Regions from separate parts of the Zea mays genome. Here region 1 is linked to region 2. The links are chromatin contacts, called in public Hi-C maps. All regions are on one chromosome and are shown on one strand. Each heading gives the region's core, a stretch centred on a gene start, on an enhancer-like site or on the middle of the called end of the contact. The rest is flanking DNA. Distances are from core to core; before and after follow the strand shown.

What was found. Hi-C and Micro-C count contacts between places; a contact is called where the count stands out from the background.
Region 1: a Hi-C map of leaf shows a contact between it and region 2, with 7 times the contacts expected there. The contact joins the promoter of LOC103638857 here to the promoter of LOC100282495 in region 2. A contact is called at or near these places in 3 of 25 Hi-C or Micro-C datasets (ear, leaf and tassel).

The regions. Positions count from the first base shown.
Region 1 is chr9:111,736,946-111,740,675 of Zm-B73-REFERENCE-NAM-5.0, reverse strand. LOC103638857 (villin-3) reads right to left here and starts at 2,233. Exons shown (of 23, transcript XM_035962621.1): 1 at 1,844-2,233; 2 at 491-612; 3 at 1-56. The coding sequence starts at 546.
Region 2 is chr9:111,409,203-111,412,826 of Zm-B73-REFERENCE-NAM-5.0, reverse strand. LOC100282495 (Grx_C4 - glutaredoxin subgroup I) reads left to right here and starts at 2,177. Exons shown (of 4, transcript NM_001155404.2): 1 at 2,177-2,481. The coding sequence starts at 2,324.

The DNA of each region.
Region 1 (3,730 bases), core at 984-3,483, 330 kb before region 2:
ATTCCTTGGGAACAGGAACAGCCTGTAACTTTTCAATCCGCCATATTTCCAATCCACTGATCGTTGTTAAGGATAATAATACAAAGATGAATCATATAGACAAACAGAATTGAATGTTAGTACTGAAACACCATGCTAACCTAATATCCCCACTTAATATAACAAAGGTTTACTGTGGACTTGCAGTTCATGAAATATAGTTTGTGGTTGACCTACAAGTGTTTTAAGGAGTTTCCACTGGATACTATGGCAGCAGGCACTGTTTTAAAGGCGTCCAAGCGGTGGTCCAACGCCTAGGCGTCCAGGCAGTGGTCCAATGTCTTGTCTCGCCATACCGCTTTAAAAACCATGGCAGCAGGGACTACTAATTTGAAACAATAATACAACTGAAATGAGGAAAATGATGGCACATGCCATTCTTGGAACGAAACGAGATGCAGGGATAAGTATAGATATTGTGACCAGTAGCAAGCTAGAAACTGAAGGATACTCTTTTTGACCTGCACCTTGAAAAACAGGATCCACCTCCCTCATTGAAACAGCCATAGAACCCCTAGATTTTGTAGGACTAGTCTTTGGTGGTTTTTGCTTCAGGAGAGAAGAAAAGGTGTGCTGAAACAGGGGGGGGGGGGGGGGGGGGGGAGAAAAGATGAATCCTCAAAGCCAGCCTGTATAAAAGCATTCTTAAACAAGAACATAAATACAGGTCCCTTAAAAATATTTTGACGCGGATAGTTTAAATTTAAAATGAGATGAACCACATGCGAATTTTTGAACAACACTGCATGCAAAAGTTTCCTATTCAAAGTGCCCCCTGACACTGATAGAAACACAATGCCGCTTGTGAGTTTGCCCTTCATTAGGGATGAGGACTTGCTTCTATGTAATTAGAATGTCTAGCAATTCCAAAGACCTCTGTTCTGCTCCTGTATAATGATTGCATCTCAAACAACACCCAAGGAACATCCACAAACTAAGGAGTTGGCGTGATATAGAGCAAGCTAAGATCCTGATCCCCCATTCAACAGAAAGCTGAAAGCTAACCCAAGGAATGCGATGTTTTTTGGTGCAACTCACAATTGAGAATACATGACATCCTAGGTCCAACAAAACATCCATATCCAGCTCATTCAATCCAGAACAAAAGGGATGTGTGGGAACTTGCATGACCCGAATGCTCCAAGCCTCCAACACACCCAAAACTAAACGAACATTGGCTTGGCTTCCAAAACAATTCAAGTGGGCAGCTAAATCCAATGACTTCTGGAGCACGAATCAGCATCAGGATCAACAAGAGCCATCGAGTGGCAGATGAACAGGTATAAATCAGACCAAATTCCGGCCACCCAGATCCACCTCACGTCCAAAAAGAAAAACAAAATCACTGCTCTCATAAGATTGGTCTCCAGGCAGCGGCTTACACCATTATAGAGATCCAACATCTGATCTAAATCACACAAAATGGGCATTCCCATTCCAAATGCCAAAGGGCCAGATCCAATCCGCCATCCGGAAATCAACCAAGCAAAATTTCCCCACCACTACAACATGCTAAACCCCATTCATCCACGACCCACTAACAAATCTCAAAAAGTCAGAGAATTCCCGCAGCCCAGATCCGTCACGCACCCAAGCCAGCCAGCCAAGCAGAGACCCCGCGTACCTTGATCGCTGACCCCGGCGCGGCCATGGTCAGACCTCAGATCGCCAGAAGCCGAAGCCCCGATCAGAGGACCAACTTAACAACCCTAGCCGCGGGCACCATTAAACAAATCCCCGGCCCGACCCTCTCCACATCATTCCCTAAAAAATTGCTGAAATAGAGGATTCGGTCACCACGCACCTGGGCCGGGGACGGTGGCGGAGTCGAATCGTGGGGAGGACTAGCTAGCCAGCGGGTTGCTGTCGTTGCTGCCGTTAGCGCGCGCCCGGGCTGGCGTTAGCCTTTTGCGGAGGCGAACGAACGAGGCCGCTAAAACGAGGTGAAGCCCCCGGATTAACTAATAATCCGTCAATCACCCGGCTCAACAGGACGGGGCGGGGAGAGGTTGGGTTGGGGAGGCCAATGATTGGAGGTGAGGGCGTGAGGCGTGGCTGTTGTCGTGCTCGCCACTATGGCGGAGGACGACGAGGAGGAAGGAGAGGAAGACAGGACAGAGGGGGAGGGGGTGGAGGTGGAGCAGGTATTTGGGAGTTTGAGCTATTTATATTTTGTATGGAATTCCTCTCTTCGCCGTTATTACGTCGTAACTCGTTCTGCCGAGCTGGGCACACAGGAGGACATGCAGTATGCAAACGATCGAATAAGAATGAATATTACTTTACTCACTCTGTCTTGTTTTAGTTATTACTGGATAGTGTAAAATTAAACTATTCAACGACAACTAAAAAATGAAGAGAGTATATTGCAATTATTTTCATGTTTTTATTTAAATTTAGATTCGAAAGTCCTATAAAAGAGTATCCTCCTATAGTTTGGGTCAAGAGATCAATACTAGTATATGTAATGATATATATACCCTTATAAAGATGTAACCATTATATTCTAGGAAGAGATAATAGAAAATTACAAGTAGAGTTAGTTGGTTCTGTTATATATGTATTATTTATTTTGGAACAAATTTTGAACTCTATAAATGCACTTATTATAGAACAAATAGACTATGTTAGATGTGATATCAATGAATATTGACTTCATAAATATGTTATTTCTATATTACGGATACGGTAACGTCCAGCAAGGTGCAGTTACATCCACGGACGTAATTACAGAGGATCCCGTCGGCCTCTAAATGGATTCGGACTTAAATACAGCTAAAAAAACATATATACCATTTCTCCTAATAGTAGCACAATGTTAACTGCTAAACGGATTGGACTTAAATATAGCTAAAAAACATTTGCACCGTTTCTCTTAATAGTAACCTAATGTTAATGGCGTAGATGACAACATGGTACATCTAGGTTTTTAGAATTATATATGAAGACAAGGGGAAAAATAGAGCTCGGTAAAGTAAGAGACCGAAGGGTTATTGAAAGTGATAGGATCAACATGTTCGTCAAACTTTGAAGGTTCGAGCCTCCTGCCTGATGTGATAAACAAGACAAGAAATGCTAAATTTTTTATGGTGTGTTTGGTTTGTGGAGTCACTCTATCCTTCATGAGGTGATGCATCATAAATTCATTCCATTAATTTTGGTGGAATCAACCCACTCCTCATGTATATACTAATTATTAGCTTATGAGGAATGAGGTGGTGATGGATCAACTCATTCTATTCCACAAACCAAATAAAAAAGTGGAGAGTGAGAAGAAAATGGATCACTTTATTCCTCAAACCAAACACACTATTAGATAATGGAAATTATCATCCAGCCTTGGCTTCAAAGAAGCTACGGCCCCTACAAGAAATGCTAGATAATGTCGCCTTCAAGGAAATCAAAACTCACACACCGTTTTCAAATGATGCCACATCTGAACTCTGATTCAAGAAAAGAATGGTTCAACTTATGTGTTTTAATGGCAGCTTAGATAGATTACCTAGTGCAAAATTATAGTTGAGAAGATAAAGAAAAATAAATCTGAGACAAAAATATTTAGCTCCTTTGATGTAGTCTTTTATTTTTAGTAATTAAGCTGCTACTCCTAAATTCTAAAAAAAATAGAGAAAATGTAATATCTGATTAACATTTTTTGTGCAAAATTATATAAATTTTAGATACTGCTAGA
Region 2 (3,624 bases), core at 928-3,427:
TTGGGTGTATGAGCACTTGGGAATGTCTACTATATGCCTTGGTATGTTGCTTGGGCTCCCACACCTTGGAATCCTGGTTGGGGTGGTATTTATAGACCCCAACACAAAACTAGCCATTGGAGAAAAGTTACTGCTCTCTGTGGCACACCGGACAGTCCAGTGGTGCACCGGACTGTACGATGCCCCCTATCCACTACGCGTAGCCGTTGGACTGACACCACAGGTGATCGTTGGCACGTAGGATTTTTACACCGGACAGTCCGGTGGTCTTCTCTCCACAGTGCCACCTGGAACTAGCCGTTGGGCTATTATTCCCTGGTGCACCGGATAGTCCAGCGTGTGGCACCAGACAGTCCGGTGTGCCACCGGACAATCCGGTGCTCCAGACCAAACAGTCCGTCGTGGCAACACTTCCTTCCTTTCTTAGACTTCACTTGATCTTCATAATGTTTTCTTTTGAGGTGTTGCTTTCCTCAATGCATTGGTCCAAGTAACTTTAGCATCCTGTGAACTACAAACACAAACACTAGCAAACACATTAGTCCACTGGTTGTGTTAATCATCAAACACCAAAACCTATTGAGCCAAATGGCCCGGGGTCCATTTTCCTCAAATGACTGACCGCTCCACCGCTCCATCTCTCCACGACGACGGCTCCACTGATCTATCTCTTCCCAACGACGGCTCCACAGCTCGGGCAGATGGGTAGGGCCCTTAACCGCAGACCGTTGCAACCCTAGTTCACGGTGAACCGACCAGCTCCATCTCTCCACGACGACCACTCCACCACTCCACCTCTCTAGTCTCCACGACGACGACCACAGGCAGCCGGCGGCACACAGCATGGTGGGAGGCAGACCCACACCGTCGTGACCCTCGTGGCCTCGCCAACTGTCGAGGGTTCGACGCCGACCAGGGCCTGACGCGGTGAGAATACACATGCTGCATTTCCCTATTTCAAAATTTGGATACTAACTGCTGGAATAGTTCAACATGTAGCAACATAAACATTCTCCTAATTCAAAACCATACAAAGTATGTCAAAGAGATTTTTGGTTGTCCTAGCAAGTAGTGTATCATCATAGTCCACTTTTAGTACTGGAGGAAGAGTTGTTGATGATTATGTGAGTTCTTTGAATCCTTCAACAGTTCAAGCACTAATTTGTGCACCTAGTTGGATAAGGGGCTCTCAACATGAGAAAAGTGCACCTATTCTTGTGGTATGTAATCCTATTTTAGGCTGTAACATAGCAACTATATTTAATATTTCTTTTAACTTTTGTTCTATTTAATGTTGATGTGACATGTGTGGACTGTTCAGGAGGGAGATGATGGTGATATCGAGATTGTGGAGTTCCCTAAGGGTGTGGTGGCAAGCAATTAGTAAGTATAACCAAAATCAATAGTGATGTATTGATTTATAAACTATGTTGATTTATAAAGTTTTGTACAGGCCGAAGGAAGATGTGCTAATAGAGTAATGGAGGAGAAAAGTGGATGTTAGGAGGCTGGCATGTTGTTTAGACTTTAGAGTGCTAGCCTTTTGGGTTTAGTGACATGCTGCTAGCCTTTTGGTCTTTTGGATGTTGGCAATTTGGCATGTTCTAACTTAGAACTTCTAAGCAAGATAGACAATCAGGACTCACGAGTAGTAGCCTTTTGCCCTTTTAGATGCTGCTACCTGCTAGTGGCTACTGCACTAGTGCTTGTGTACTTGTGTAATTGTGTTGCTATGCTGACTAGCTGTCAAAATGTGCACTTATGCTTGTGCATGTGCTGCTAAGCTGTTACTGCAGTAGTGTACTAGCGCTTCTTTTGGTGGTTAACTGGTTAGTGGTTACATGGTATGTTTCATTTTCATGGCCCATAAATTCTGATAAAGTGGTGTAAATTAAGTTGATGTTGTGATGCATGAACCGATGAATGTTCTAAGCTGATTATGAAATGTGATGCATGAACTGATAAACGTTGCAACTGTTTTTTTTTTTTTTGATGAATTAAAGTCATGAACTTATAATATGGTATGTGAAACTGTGATAATAATAATTATTTTCTGGTATTATACTTTTTTCGCTGTAGCTTGTGAGCCAAACGAACCAGCTCAAACTCGTAAACAAATCGAGTCGAGTTTATCTTCTAGCTCTGTTTTTTAACGAGTCAAACCGAACTAGATTAACGAGTCGGCTCGAGCTCACGCCGAGCCCGACCTGTTAGATATCCAACCGTACGTAAACTAGTCACAACTCAGGACCAGTGCCTCTTCGGTCAAAAATATCCTTGTACCTGCATCTCGACCTCACCGGCGTCCGGCGGTGGTATCACGATGGTGGCGTTGCTGGGCCGGCGGATCGGGGTGGCTGCGGCAGCTGCCGCGTTCATCGCCCTCGTGGCGTTCGGATCCGCCTCATCCTCGCCCAAGTCCTTCGTGAAGTCCACCGTCTCCGCCCACGACGTCGTCATCTTCTCCAAGTCATACTGCCCGTACGGTCCACCTCGTCCTTAACCCTTACATGCGCATCTTGTCTTGTTCCCTGCGGAGATCTAGATTCTAAGCGGGATTCTGGGCACGATTGCTGTGATGTCGCGCCAATCTAACTAGTAGCTACAGAAAATCTGGTTTATAGCTGTTAGTTGTCATTGATTTCATCCTTTCGCTTGCTGAAAATTGTCTTTTCTCGTGGATTTTCAACGCATAGGGTCTATTATTCTGTAAGGCTGATTGTTCAGGGAAAAAGTCCTGCAAGTTTGACCTGAATTACTGGAGGAGCTGATGGTTTGCTTCGTTTTTTTTTTTTTTGTCCAGCTGTAGAATTCCGTTTTCTGTATTACAGAAATCCACAACTTGGATTGGATCCTATACCAAATTAAGAAAAGCCCAGCACAGTTCTATCCTAGCAACCATGTGACAGTTATTGTCCTTTATGTGGTAACCAGATTGTTGTCTGCTTTGCATTTCTTGGCACATTCTTTGAAAGAAGCCGTGGTTACTTTTACTCTTATTGACTGCTTGGTTGATGTGAAAAGGATTCACTGCTTGTTCTGCTTAGCAATTTTATTTACTCTGATGTCACTGTGCAAGTGTAAGAGAAATGTAAAACAAAAGTGCAGACCAGTGCCGGAGGCTCCACATGAGTGAGGTCTTGGCCTCTTGGGAAGGGATAAGCTGAGGCAGGCCTTCCTCCCGGGATAAACTGAGGCAAGCCTTGCTTCCGCAAATGCGGAGAGACTGCTTCAAACCCAAGACCTGGTGAGAGAAATGTGCTTGACAGAAATTGGAACAATTCTCTTGAGCTTTCAGAGCCTCCTGTTAGGTCTAATTCTAGATTTGTGAATTTAGCGGTGGCTCTTGTGTCCACCTGATTAGCTCACTAGATCTCTTGCAGTGCAGTTCAAGAAGCTAAACTTAAATATTTATCAAGTTTAACACAGACTTTTGTGGGGAGTACATAACTATAAGAAAATGCACTGATAAGTGATATGGTCAGATACTCATTTGACTTGAGAGCAGCGAATGTACATTGATAACATCTGAACCATGAGTGTATGGAGATGACGCCTTATGGTTGTAGTTCCTGTACCAAAGCACATACTCTTATCAGCACTTTATTTGTCTGGAGAGCTACA